Regions from separate parts of the Mus musculus genome. Here region 2 is linked to region 1. The links are chromatin contacts, called in public HiChIP or PLAC-seq maps. All regions are on one chromosome and are shown on one strand. The core of a region is the stretch at or near the end of the contact, and the rest is flanking DNA. Distances in the headings are between cores, read along the strand shown. Region 1 holds the start of Vcp (valosin containing protein). Region 2 has its middle 5.8 kb from the start of Gm46850.

What was found. HiChIP or PLAC-seq counts read pairs in DNA pulled down with a chosen protein or histone mark.
Region 2: an HNF4G HiChIP or PLAC-seq map of pancreatic cancer cells shows a contact between it and region 1. The contact joins the enhancer-like site here to the promoter of Vcp in region 1. A contact is called at or near these places in 2 of 39 promoter capture datasets (cranial neural crest and neural stem cells), 6 of 115 datasets of contacts at active chromatin or transcription factors (the NIH/3T3 cell line, bone marrow-derived dendritic cells, bone marrow-derived macrophages and 2 more) and 2 of 9 other capture datasets (adipose tissue and liver).

Annotation. Positions count from the first base shown.
Region 1 is chr4:42,997,748-43,004,520 of GRCm38.p6, reverse strand. It overlaps Vcp (valosin containing protein), which reads left to right and starts at 4,014. Exons shown (of 17, transcript NM_009503.4): 1 at 4,014-4,359. The coding sequence starts at 4,343. It overlaps Fancg (Fanconi anemia, complementation group G), which reads left to right. Exons shown (of 14, transcript NM_053081.2): 12 at 589-738; 13 at 1,177-1,294; 14 at 1,429-2,184. The coding sequence ends at 1,537.
Region 2 is chr4:43,384,417-43,391,239 of GRCm38.p6, reverse strand. It overlaps a transcript of Rusc2 not described here. Among named protein-coding and RNA genes, the nearest start is that of Gm46850, 5.8 kb to the right of the region's middle. Within about 2 kb of position 4,074, at least 10 of the 459 cell types and tissues checked have an H3K27ac peak or open chromatin away from gene starts, as enhancers often do. A contact at or near this core is called in pancreatic cancer cells, where this site is marked.

The DNA.
Region 1 (6,773 bases), core at 2,765-5,264:
CTCCTCCTCCTCCTCCTCCTCCTCCTCCTCCTCTTCTTCTTCTTCTTCTTCTTCTTCTTTTTCTTCTTCTTCTTCTTCTTCTTTTTTTTTTTTTTTTAACTGGGTCTCAGGTAGACAAGACCGGGATGGCCTCAAGGTTACTACTTTAGTAGAAGATGACCTTGGATTCTCCTCCCCCTCTTCCCCAAGTGCTGGCAATATACGAGTTTGCCACTGTGCCTGACTAACTTAAATTGTCAGTTTTTCTTAACTCCTGAAAGTGTTGTGCGTGGGTTCCCTTTCCATTGTACCCCAATCCATCAGCCTGGGAGACTTGAGGAGGCATGTTGCTTAGCACATGCCTTTAAACCCAATACTCCCAGTAGGGGATCTCTGAGTTTGAGACCATCCTGATTTACATAGTGAATTCTGAGTCAACCAGGGCTATGTGGGTTTTTTGTTTGTTTGTTTGTTTTGAGACATTGCTTTAAAAACAAACAAACAGTAAATTGGGGAGGACTCGAGGAGAATGGGGACTGTGGGTTTGGTGGCTATGTCTGGGATAATGGGAAGATACTTGCTGACTTGGGTGGTGGTCTCTGGGGGCAGGCTCCGACTGTGAGCAGAAGTGTAGGTCTGACGTGGCACTGAAACAGCTGCGAGTGGCTGCTCTGATCAGTCGTGGACTGGAGTGGGTAGCCAGTGGCCAGGATACCAAAGCCTTAAGTGACTTCCTCCTCAGTGTGCAGATATGCCCAGGTATGTTTACTTGAATGACATTGCTGTGTATGGGAGGTCCGAGTACAGGCTATGTACTTGGGCAGAAGTGTAAAGACAGTATTCCCAGAGAGGGGGAAGGGATAGGGTTGTACTGTATATACTGAGCTGGTACCATGTGTGCATATACAAACCAGTATGTTTGCAAGGCTCTGAGAGCTCCCTGGTCTCCCTATGTCCTCAGACACAAAGATCTGGACAATGTGGGGATGGTTTTTGTAGGGCCAGGGCCAGTTGAACACTTTGTACTAGGCAGGCAATGGCCTCTGGGGGAGGTTGGTTATAAATAATCTAGTTCTGGTTTCATGTGTGTGTGTAGAGAAGATAGTTTCTCTCTCTTAGTCCGGTTTTTTTCTTTTAAAAATGATGCCTCGGGCCCTATCAGGTTCTAAGTCTTTGTACCTTGGGGTGGGGCTCTAGGCAATAGAGATGGCTCCTTTTACCTGCTTCAGACTCTGAAAAGATTGGATCGGAAGAATGAGGCCAGTGCTTTTTGGCGGGAGGCCCACAGCCAGCTGCCACTGGAGGACGCTGCCGGGTGAGCTGAGTGCTAGCTTGGGCTGAGGGGGAGCTGGAGTTCTGTGCTTCTGAGACCTAGCTGAGGAGCAGAGGAAGGAAGGATGCAAACTCTGACGTCTTTCACTCTCAGCCATCGTCGTTCTTGTTTTTCAGGTCTCTTCCACTGTATTTAGAAACCTGTTTGAGCTGGATCCATCCCCCTAACCGCGAAGCCTTCCTTGAGGAGTTTGGGACTTCGGTGTTGGAGTCTTGTGTCCTTTAGCTTCCTTGTTTCCAGGATCTTGAACTTTGGCCTCTGTGGACTCTTTCCTTGGGGAGGGTTTTAGATCTTCTTTTTTTTGTTTTCTTCTGCCTTATCCTCTTTGGAGAGTGGCTGGAACTGATTGTTTCTAAGTAACTCTTTTGCTCCTGAGGCTGGTCCTGTGAACCTTGATCTACTTGCTACCAGTCTAGTTCCAGAGTGGTTCCATGAACAAATCACTGTCTGCTCATGGCACTTTTCTTCCTTCCTTCCTTTCTCTCTTGTGTGTTGAGTAAAATCTTCTATTTATGTCTTATCTGCTTACTACACATAGTTGAATGGGAAGGAAGGCTCATGGCAAGCTAGTTGGGTATTGGCTGTTTAAGATGCTCTATTTCCAACATCCGTCTTCTGTCTGCCTTCCCTGTCTCCCTAACTCCCCCTTCCTTCCCATTGTCTTTTTGGTAGGTTGGATTCTGGGGACTAAACTGCAGTTCCTCATAAAAATCCCCATTCCTACCCTTTTCCCACCCTGCCATCTACCGTAAGAGCTTGAGACACAAGCCTTTCTGAGGGAAAGGCTATGTTAATCCTTCTGGAGGAGCAGTTTTAAGTTACTAATTTATCCTTCTTAAGTTACTATTAAAATTTTGAATTGCTTATTTTAAGTTGTATGTGTGTGTGTGTGCCCTTGGAGGACAGAGGCAGGCTGTTGTGAACCACCTGACATGGCTACTAGGAATCCAGCCTGTGTTCTCTCTAGCTATGTTATCTAAAAGCACAGCCAACAGCCCTAGGAACCTATGCTAGGTGACAGGGAAGAAAGTTAGGTCTGGGGCATGATCTTGACAGGCCTCCTAAGGAAGAGTAGTACTTGATACTTAAGGAGGTGAGGACATGTGGTACCTGGCTTTAATCCCAGCACTTGGAAGGCAGAGGCAGGCTCTACATAGTAAGTTCCAGGACAGCCAGGGTTATGTAGAGAGGCCCTGTCTTTTTTTGTTTGTTTTTCGAGACAGGGTTTCTCTGTGTAGTCCTGGCTGTCCTGGAACTCACTCTGTAGACCAGGCTGGCCTCGAACTCAGAAATCTGCCTGCCTCTGCCTCCTGAGTGCTGGGATTAAAGGCGTGCACCACCACGTCTGGCTGAGAGGCCCTGTCTTAAAAATATTAAAACAAATGGAGTTGGGGTTGGGGAGATGTTTCTCAGAGTAACTCCATCTGTACAAACATCTCTCAGGTCAGTCTGTGTGGGTAGGAGGTGAAGGGTGAATTGAGTCAACCAGAGCCAACCAACCATCTTTTGACTATAATGAAAGTCAATGGATTGTCTTTTGGGACACAAGGACCTTAAGTCACAGCACTTGGTTGATTTTCTTGCTCTTGGGCACGACTGCATTTCTGAGTGTTCTGCAGTTGTCCTTGACTTGCATGAACCTCAGTGCTCTCCCTCCCCAGATAATATTTATACTCTATGGTAAGGAGTGTGTACTCCCAAGGCCTGAGAAACTGCAAAACCTGCATGATTACAAGAGAGTGCAAGGGCAATAGGGTGAAGTAAGAGCTGGGGTGCTGATTCAGAACTGGGGTCCAGAGAAGAAGAGGGGGTGGGGTAGGTGGGGCTAGGTTTTTGTTTTTTGGTTTGTTTGTTTGTTTGTTTGTTTGACTCGAGTTTAGTTATGCAGCATTATCTGGCTTCAAACTTTCAATCTACCTTTAGCCTCTGGAGTACTGGGATCTAGGATGTACACCACCATACCCAGCTAATTTTACCTTTTAAAAAATTTTATCTAATTAGTTTTGAGACGGGGTCTCACTATGTAGCTCTGGCTGGGCTGGCTGGAACTCTTTTTTTTTTTTTTTTTTTTAATAGATCAGGCTGACTCAAAAGTCACAGGTTGCTGCCTGCCTCCGAAGTGCTGACATTAAAAGCATGGACTACCACATTGCTTTTAAAATTTATTGAAATACTGTTTGGGACTAGAATTAAAGATATGGTCTTGTATCCTGGGTTGATCTCCATCTATTAGTCTTCCTGCCTCTCATCTTCCCAACTACTAAAAGTACAGACCTAGTCCATCAACCACGCCCTTGGTTGGAGCCAGTGTTTTAAAGGAGCATGAAGGATTTTAGTATGGTGGAGTAAGAGGATCCCTAGGATTGGCGAGAAATGAACAATGTGGGCTATTATTACAACCCAACTAAACTAATAAGGGTTCAGGCCTTTGTGCGAGGTTCTTCCAGCTGCTTATAAACTAAGGAGCCAATCAATTGAAGCCAAGTAGGAGAGGCCTCCTCCGAGGGATAAAGAGGATATGGCCTATTGCCTTTGTCGATTGGTCAAGACTCCCTATCCGTCGAGGAAGCGTAGTGCTGCGGCCAATTGACGTGGCGTTACTAGGCGTGTTGCAGCCTTGAGGCGGGGCCAGGCCACAAACGAATTTTCTGATTGGTTACGGTCTGCGGGTTGCTGGGGAGAGGCACGGAGAGGCGGGCACGAGTCCCAAGGCCGGCGCTGATTGGTTGGGGTTAGAGCAGCTTTCCTTCCGATGATTCGGCTTTTCTCGGTTCAGTCTCCGTGAAGCGTTTGCAGCCGTCGTTTGATTAGTCGCTGCCCCCCTCGCGGATTAGGAGCTAGCGTCTCCCGCCCGCCCGCCTGCCGCCCCGGTGCCCCTGGGAGGAAGCGAGAGGGAGGCTGCCAGAGGGTTTGTCACTGCTGTTGCTCCTCCGCCTCAGCGAGTCCAGCCCCGGCCTAGTCGGTCGCCTGCCTTTCTCATAGCCGTTACCCTCAGGCCGCCACAGCCGCCGACCGGGAGAGGCGCGCGCCATGGCCTCTGGAGCCGAGTAAGTGTCTGCGCGCGCCCGCCCTCCCGCTGGCTGCGGGGGCGCGCACCGTGGGACCCGCCGTGCTGGCTAGGCCCGGTCGGGCCGCGTCGGAGAGTCTAGGCCGGGAGGGAGAGAGAGGGAAGGAGAGGCCAGGGACGAGGGAGGGCCTCAGGCCGGGCTGTGCACCCGCGCGCCCCCTAGGTCGGGTCCGCGCTGGGCCTGGGTCGGAGCCTGGACAAGATGGTGCTGTGTCATGCAGGCCCCGACCGCCTGAGTAGCTCCCTCGGCGCGGCGGCCCCGGCCTAGTTAGACTTTGGGGTCCACACTCCCTGCGTGGAGACCTTTGGCGCTGGCACGCCGGTCGGCCATGTCGCCGACCACACGCAGAAGACCCTGAGCCTGAGAAGGGAAAACACTGCAAGCCCGAGGCCGCGACTGGGCCCGGTGGGCGTGGACTTGGGGCCACGTGAAGGCCTCAGGAGCCCTGAGACTCTAGGGAAGGCCGGGCCAGGGAGATCTGAGGAATCCAGCCCGGTCTCGGTGGATCTGGGACGGTGTCACTGCGGGAAGTTGGCATCTTCTGAACTACGTGTAGTGAGGGGCTGTTAGGGAGAGGGCAAGTCATGCCCTTCTCAAATGGCAGTTTTTCACTGTGGGAGACCTGTTGTAAACACCCGGAAGTTTTAACTAGGGGCTTTTTTTTTCGTTAGTGTTTTGCTTTGTGTATATATTTTTGTTTTTGCTATGATCGGAGGTGGCTAGAAAGGAGTTGGTTTTCTTTTATTTTTAGGCGCTGAAGTTAGAATCCGAGTTGTTTTTATTCTTTGTATCTTAGCTTTGAGAGCTTGTAGGTTAGAGTTGGCTTAACTCTTCAAAATAAACAGATCTCTATCCCCAAGCATCTATGTTGAGTCTCTGGACTCTTATAGCCCCACCTTCATCTTTCAGAGAGCATAAAATAAAACCTAGCCATCTCAGCCCATTTAGTTAGAAACTAGAGCTTCCCATACAAAAACAAAGCAAACAAAAAACTAGCAAGTGTAGGAAAATATACAAACCCAGAGGTTTTGAGGCCATTAGGTGTTTTGAGTGTTGTAGGTTTCATTTCTTTGGGATGAAGTATTCACTCAGTTGTTTGGCTAAAAGGACTTTTTTTTTTTTTTAAATAGCTAGGCTAGGATGGGTGGTTTTGTGTACATACATAATCCCAGAACCTGAAAGAAAGGCAGAATAGCACATTACTAGGCTATAGGCTAGCTGCACTGGGAGTCTACTTATTGAGCCCTTGTCTCAAAAAAAACAACAAAATACACTTTTAAAATAAATACTCTGTCAGTCTTTCAATTTTTTTTTAAGTTAAAATTCTTTTTTTTTTGAGGCAGAGTTTCTCTGTGTAGCCCTGGCTGTCCTGGAATTCCCTCTGTAGACCAGCCCGGCCTCAAACTCAGAGAGGTCTTTCTGCCTCTGCCTCCCAAGTGTTGGGACTAGTGGTGTGAGCTGCCACTGCCCCATGTTTTGTCCTTTGATATCAGGGACTCAAGTAGACCAAATTGACCTCAAATTCAGCCTTGTAGTCAAGGCTGTGTTTGAACTAGTCTTGCTGCCACCACCTTCCATATAAGGGGGCTACATGAATGTCACAGTATGCCCCACTTATATCTAGATTTTTTTTTTCTTTTTTTAAATTAGAATTCCTTTAATCTGGCATCATAGGCAGTTTCTGCCTTCATTGTGGTGGTTCTTACCTGAATTTCCAGGTTCCTTTTGTGGTCTTTGAGTTCTGGAAAGGACCTGAGTCATGCAGATGACAGGAGATTCCCTAAAGAACATAGAGAGCTGGAGTTTACCCTCTGCTCTTTTGGAGGTACCAGCTCTAATCCCCACGGGTAGCTGGAGAATTTCAGGAGTTTAAGGGCCTGCTACTCAGCCAGGGCTAGGGTCTGGATTGGTAGGTGGATTGGATGGAGGTTGTCCTGAAAAGCCCCTTTGAGAATACAATACAAAGTGATAACTTGAGGCACTCCTGTAAATCAAACAAGATGCACAGCCTCTGGGGGAAGATATTGTCGTAGATGTGGGCCAGTAGAAAATCTGGTGGACTTACACATATTTATTTTTTGAATCAACAAGAGCTAAGGAAACTCCCATTACCCTATAAAGTAATGGTTAGAGATGTAACAACATAGTTGAGTGTTGCATGCCTGTGATTCTAATAAAGACAGGAGGATCACTGCAAGTTCAAGGTCATCTTGGTTTACATAGCCAGGCAGAGCTATATATAGCAGGACCCTTTTTTAAAAACAAAATAAGTGAAGGTAAGCTATTTCCTGTGGCAGTGCTTTTTTGTTTGATTTTGCTGTCTCATCTCTACTCTAGAAGAGTGCTTGGTAGACATGCATAATATGATTACTGCTATCCTTGAAACAGTCTTG
Region 2 (6,823 bases), core at 2,825-5,324, 390 kb before region 1:
AGCAAAATTACAGTTATGAGGTAGCAATGAAAATAATGTGTGGCTGGGGGGGAGGGGGTCACCACAGCACGAGGAACTGTATTAAAGCTCACAGCATCAGGGAGGCTGAGAGCCCCGGCTGTGGAGGAGGGTGAATGCCAATCACACAGAAATATAAACTACAGCAAAGGAGAAGGCACAGGGCCTGACCCAGAGGGAGCACGAGGGAAGCCTGGAGCGGAAGACGGCTAGGCTGCGGCCTGGAAGGAATTTACACAGGGAAAGGCTGCGACATGGCGAGACTGTGGGCAGAGGAGGAAGAAACGTGCTCGACCATTTAGAAAATGACACTGTAAGGTGTCTTCACAGTTCTGCCAAAGAATTCAGGGGACTCAGGAACAAGTCATATAGAAAATTAAGGGGGGAAAAAAGTGAGAGACAGAAAGTACTGAAAATTACACAGCAAAGTACACAGTGATAACGAGTGTTCACAGACCACCAAGTCTTACAGTAAGTGCAAGATAATAATTTAATTGGGACTTGTGAAGAAGGTAGGTAGGCTAGGAAGTTAAAAGGTTTTTAAAACTTGTAGAGAGATATCTGAGACACGGTGAACAGTGAATTCTAAGTCAGCCTGGGCTACAGGCCCTGCTCAGAATCAGACCCCCCCCCCCCCCCGCCCCATATTGAGACTGTAAGCCAGGCATGGTGGTCCGTGCTGAAATCTCAGTGCTCAGAAGGAAGCAGAGAAACTGCTGTGGCCTGGGCTACACAATGAATAAATAAAAGAAGGAACAGAGAAATGAATTACTCAAAAATGGGGACACAGCTAGGGAAACAATGAGGGGAGCTGTCAGCAGGAGTTACTCTCTGGCACGGTAGGTAGCACACGACCTGGAGTCCACTGGTGATCTTGGCAGGAACAATCAGAGGACAGGAGATACGATTAGATCAGGGCAGACAGAGGGGTTCGGTGCTGTGGCAGATGCCTGCAATCCTAGCACTCGGGAGGCAGAGGCAGGATGTTCATGACTTTGAGACAAGCTTGGTTTACATAACAAATTCAGGCCAGCCAGGATTCCATAGTGAGGCCCTGTCAGAAACAAAACAGTGACAAATACAGAACAGCAGTGTCACTGGAGGGCAAGGAGGGCAGCAGGCAGTAGCTGGGGACTGCTGCTCATTAGAAACTGTTACGTGACTTCATAACTAAGCTTACTGTTTATTAAACTAAATCCACCGAAGCCAAATGGTCATGCGCACTGACCCATGATGCTATATAGCACCTTTAGCAGGTGGCACTGACCGGCTACTCAGGAGGTTTCTTTGTACCTCATTTTCTATTTGATGCTTACTCTCCCCTCCTGCTTCTTTGAGAGAGAATCTGGCCCTAGAGGCAGGACTGACCTCAAATGTCCTTTACAGTCCAGGCTGGTTTTGAACACATGACCCTCCAGTCTCAGCCTCCTAAATGCTGGTGACACATGCTATCCCCAGGCTTCCGTAAACTCTTGAATCCTTGACTGTCTGGTCTCATTTCCTGTTACCTCTCTGTTTTTGTCCCAGAATCTCAGTGAACTCCAGGTTAGCAAACATGAGGGATACTTTCAGCCACACCAGTGTTATCTCTTCTGAAATACCAGTCATTTTCCTGCCTCAGGACCTTCACAAACATTCCAGGAATTTTTGCATGGAAAGTATTTGTTAATGGGAATATTTAAAACATCCCTCAATAACTACAATTCAGGCTTGAACTTCAACCATTTAAACATTTAAAAGATTGTTATCTTGTGTTTTCCCTGCATGTATGTCTGTGCACCATGCACATGGGTGGTATTCACAGAGGCCAGAGGGAGCGTCAGAGTCTATGGAATTGGAGTAATAGATATTTGTGAACCACCGCGTGGGTGCTGGAAGTTGGTCCTGGGTCCGATGCGTGAGCAGCCAGTGCTTCTAACCACTGGGCCGTCTTTCTAGCCCCTCAATCATTTTTAATAAATTTAGAATTTCAAAAACTGTAAGAGTGTAAGTTTTTGAGAGCCCTTGGGTTCAGAGACTCCATTTCTACCATTATGGCCAGGCAGAACACACCTTTAATTCCAGCACTTGGGAGGAAGAGGCACACTGTCTGTGTAAATTCAAGACTAGCCTGATTTACATATGAGTTTCAAACCACCTATGGCTAAATAGTGAGACTGTGCCTCAAAAATTAAAAAAAAATTATTTTATGTGTATGAACAGTTTGCCTGCATGTATATCTGTACACTATGTAAGTATGCATTGCACCATGTATTTATGCATTGCACCATGTATATATGTATGCATGTGCACCATGTATATATGTATGCATGTACACCATTTATGTATGTATGTATGTATGCATGCATGTGTACCATGTATGAATGTATGCATTGCACCATGTATGTATGCATGCACTGCACCATGCATGAATGTATGCATGGTACCAAGTATGTATGCATGCACTGCACCATGCATGAATGTATGCATGGTACCAAGTATGTATGCATAGTACCAAGTATGTATGTTTGCATTGCACCATGTATGTATGAGCATGCATTGCACCATGTATGTATGAGCATGCATTGCACCATGTATGTATGAGCACCTCTCCATGGTACCAGGAGGCCAGAAGAGGGTGTCAGATCCCCTGGAGCTGGAGGTTACAGGTGGTTGTGAGATGGTGCTTAGGTACTGGGAACTGAACCCAGGTCTTCCATGAGAGCAGCCACCTCCCCACTCCACATAGCTTCTCTTAGATTTTTGTTTTAGCTGGGGTGGTGACACACGCCTTTAATCCAGTGCTTGGGAGGAAGGAGAGTTGGATCTCTGTAAATTCAGGGCCAGCCTGGTCTACATAGTGAGTTCCAGGTCAGTTAGGACTACATAGTGAGACCATGTGTCAAAACAAAACAATAACAGTAAAACCAAACAAGAAAACCCCTTACACTGATCAGGTGAGATCTAAAGGGTAAGGGGCTGAGATTACAACTGGAATAGCAGCACTTCCCAGGGTGGCCCATGAACCCACACCATCTGCCCTTCCTAGGGATTTTGTTTTTTAAATTATTTTAAGCCAGGCAGTGCCCCACCTATGGATCGTTAAAAAAAAGATTTGTTTGGGGCTGGAGAGATGGCTCAGTGGTTAAGAGCACTGACTGCTCTTCCAGAGGTCCTGAGTTCAAATCCCAGCAACCACATGATGGCTCACGACCATCTGTAATGGGATCTGATGCCCTCTTCTGGTGTGTCTGAAGAGAGCAATGGTGTACTCATATAAAATAAATATTAAAAAAAAATTGTTTTAAGCCGGGCAGTGATGGTTCATGCCTTTAATCCCAGCACTTGGGAGGCAGAGGAAGGTGGATCTCTGAGAGTTTGAGGCTAGCCTAGGCTACAGAGTGAATTCCAGGACAGCTGGGGGGTGCACAGAGAAACCTTGTCTAGAAAAACAAAACAAAACAAGTTTTATTTTTTATTTATATGGGTGTTTTTACGTCTATGCACCAAGTGCATGCAAGGCCAGCAGAGGCTGGACGAAAGCTTCAGATCCCGGGAACTAGAGCTCAAATGGCTGTTAACCACAACATGGGTGCTAGGAACCAAGTCCACATTCTCTGGAAGAGCAGCCAGCGCTCTTCCCTGCCGAGCCCTCTCTGCAGCTCCCTTTCCTAGGCACAGTTTTAGGTGTGTAAGCACCAGGCCTTATGCTGCACTCCCCAACAGCAATTTCAGGAGTGATGCAGGTGGAATTTTTTTTTCTCATTTTAAAATTTGAAAGCATATTTCTAGGTAAAACTAGAGGAAAACATCTCTAATCAAGAGCCCTCTAGTTCTTAGAATCTACATGCATACATATATTTAAATGGTATATGTTTTTATTCCAAACCTCAAAGTTGTCATACTGCAAACAAGAGAGTATGACTAGAAAAACATTTTTTAACTCTGGCCTAAATAAAACAAGTTGACAAATGAGTTTAGGCCTTAGAGTAAAAAGGAGAAACAGCCAGCTCTGTGCAGCTCACTGATTTCAGACCAAGAGCTTCCTAGGAATTAAGGACTGTATGTACACTGTGATGGTTTGTATCTGTTTACCCAGGGAGTGGCACTATTAGGAGGTGTGGCCTTGTTGTAATAGGTGTGTCACTGTGGGTGTGGTCTTAAGACCCTTAACCTAGCTTCCTGAAAGACAGACTTCCACTAGCAGCCTTCAGATGAAGATGTAGAATTCTCAGCTCTGCCTGCAACATGTCTTTCTGCCTGGATGCTGCCATGCTCCCACCTTGAAGATACTAGACTGACCCTCTGAACCTGTAAGCCAGCCCCAATTAAATGTTGTCCTTATAAGACGTTTCTTGGTCATGGTGTCTGTTCACAGCAGTGAAACCCTAAGACATACGCACTAAGTTTTTGGTAATGTTTCTCTCAAACCACTGCTGCACAGCTGTGGGGCTCACTCACAGGCTGTAGGCTCCCAACCCAACCATGCCTCTTCAGGCTAGTTGGGACCATTACTCAGTGGGAGAAACAGCTTCCCAGATCCTGGTACTTGCTGTACACCTAGCAATTTGGGGGGCTGAGGCAAGAAAATCTAGCCCATGCTACATAGTAGACTGTGGCTCAAAACTAATAGCAACAAACATTCTAGGACCCTTGGAACATACTCAGCCATCCTATGCATAAGACTCCAGCTGTAGCTTTTTGGTTTAGCTCTACATAGCAAGAGGGCAGAGGGTCAGACCAGTCATTGACAATTTCACACATTTACATGAGGTAAACCCATCACTCTCCCCCACACCCTCTCTCATTTCCATGGTTGAAAGCATGCACCATTCCTACAGGTGCCTGGTTCCTAGCACCAACATGTCAACGTATAACTTTTATAACTTCTTTTAGCTTCCAAGGGGCACCAGGCATACATGGGGCATACATATGTACATGTAGGCAAGACATTCATGCACATAAAATAAAAATAAATAAATCTTTAAATCATATATATAAAAGAAAACAAAAGGCCTTAGCTGTTGGGATATAAAGCCTTCTAAAATATATTACATATTTTTGTTCTGTTTAGACTACATAGGTTATAACGTGACTTTTCTTTGACAATTCTAGTTTTTTTGTTTTTGTTTTTTGTTGTTGTTGTTGTTGTTTGTTTGTTTTTCGAGACAGGGTTTCAGGCAACAATTCTGTTTTTTAAAGATTAAAAAAATTACATGACTAGCCAGGCATGGTGGTGCACGCCTTCAATCCCAGCACTTGGGAGGCAGAGGCAGGAGGATTTCTGAGTTCGAGGCCAGCCTGGTCTACAAAGTGAGTTCCAGGACAGCCAGGGCTATACAGAGTAACCCTGTCTCAAAAAAACAAACAAACAAAAAAAGACTGTAAGTGTGTCTGTGTGTATATGCACATGTATGTGCAGGTGTTCGCTGAGGACAAGAACAGAGCATCAGAACTCCTGCAGCTGGAGCGACAAGCGGTTGTAAGGTTTGATGGGTGTCTGATGGATGTTGGGAACTGAATTCTGGTCCTCCAACAGGGCACCAAGTCCTCTTAATAGCTGGGCCACTTCTCCAGCCCCACAATTCTCTACTGCTAGTTAATGGTCCAGTTTTTTTTTTTTTCTAGGTGTCAACTGAGGACTCAGATACCAAATCATCAAATCTACAAGGACTGGGTGTTAGGACTAACTACATTTTACTCTGCCAACTCTATTCACCAGTTATCAGGAGGCCTAGCCTGAGAAGTGAGGCCAATGAATAAATAAGTAGATGACATCCAAATTAAAGAATAAGTAAAATTATCTTTATCCCCATATGAAATGATCCCGCTATCAGAAAGCCTCCAAAATCCCACAAAAAGCAGTTAGAACAAATTCTGTAAGGTTGCAGGACACAAGATTAACAGGGAGGGAGAAATCAGCTGTGTTTCTACACACTAACCATGAAAACCCAAAATGGAAATTAAGAAAATGATTCCATATATAGTAACATCAAAAAGAAAAAAAATACTTAGGAATAAACTTAGTCAAAGAAATAAAAGGCCTGTACACTGAGTCCAAAGCCAGCCTGGGCTAAACAGACCTTGTCTAAAAGAAACAAGAAATTAACCATCAAGAAAGAAAAGCCAGCTCAGGGAATGGGAGCAAGGCACTTATCTGATTGGCAGGTTAATGTTAAATATGTAAAGAACTCATGCAACTCAGCCAACATTATGTTAGGTAAAAGAATCTAGTTTCAGAGGGATAAATATTATTCCGAGGGATAAATATTATTCCACTTATGTGTGGCGTCCACAGTAGTCAAACCCAGAGCCAGAAGTGGGACGCTGAGCCCAGGAGATGAGAGGTGGGGGAGTGGGGAGTGAGTCTCACTGGTGCAGAGTCAGTTTAGGAGATGAAAAAAAAAAGGAGGGTTAAAGAGAGGACTTAGTGATTAAGAGCACTGGCTGCTCTTCCATAGGACCTCCGTTCGATTCCCAGCACCCACAGGCTGGCTCACAATTATCTGTAACTCCAGTCCCAGGGGGCATGAGACACCCTCTTCTGGCCTACTAGGGCTCCCTGTGTGCATATATGTGCAGGCAAAACACCCATACACATAAAGATAAATAAACAAATAAAAATGTAAAAGGATGAAAGTTCTAAGAATGGATGAAGATGGCTGGCTGTACAACAATATAAAGTTTTACCATAATGAAAAAGAGAGTAATTTTGGTACAACAGAGAATATGCTATCAGTTACATTCTTGTTAGAATCCACCACCCACCATTCTACCCCGAAGCCAGCGTCTTAGAGCATAGTTAATACCTGGCCGTCCAAAAGGT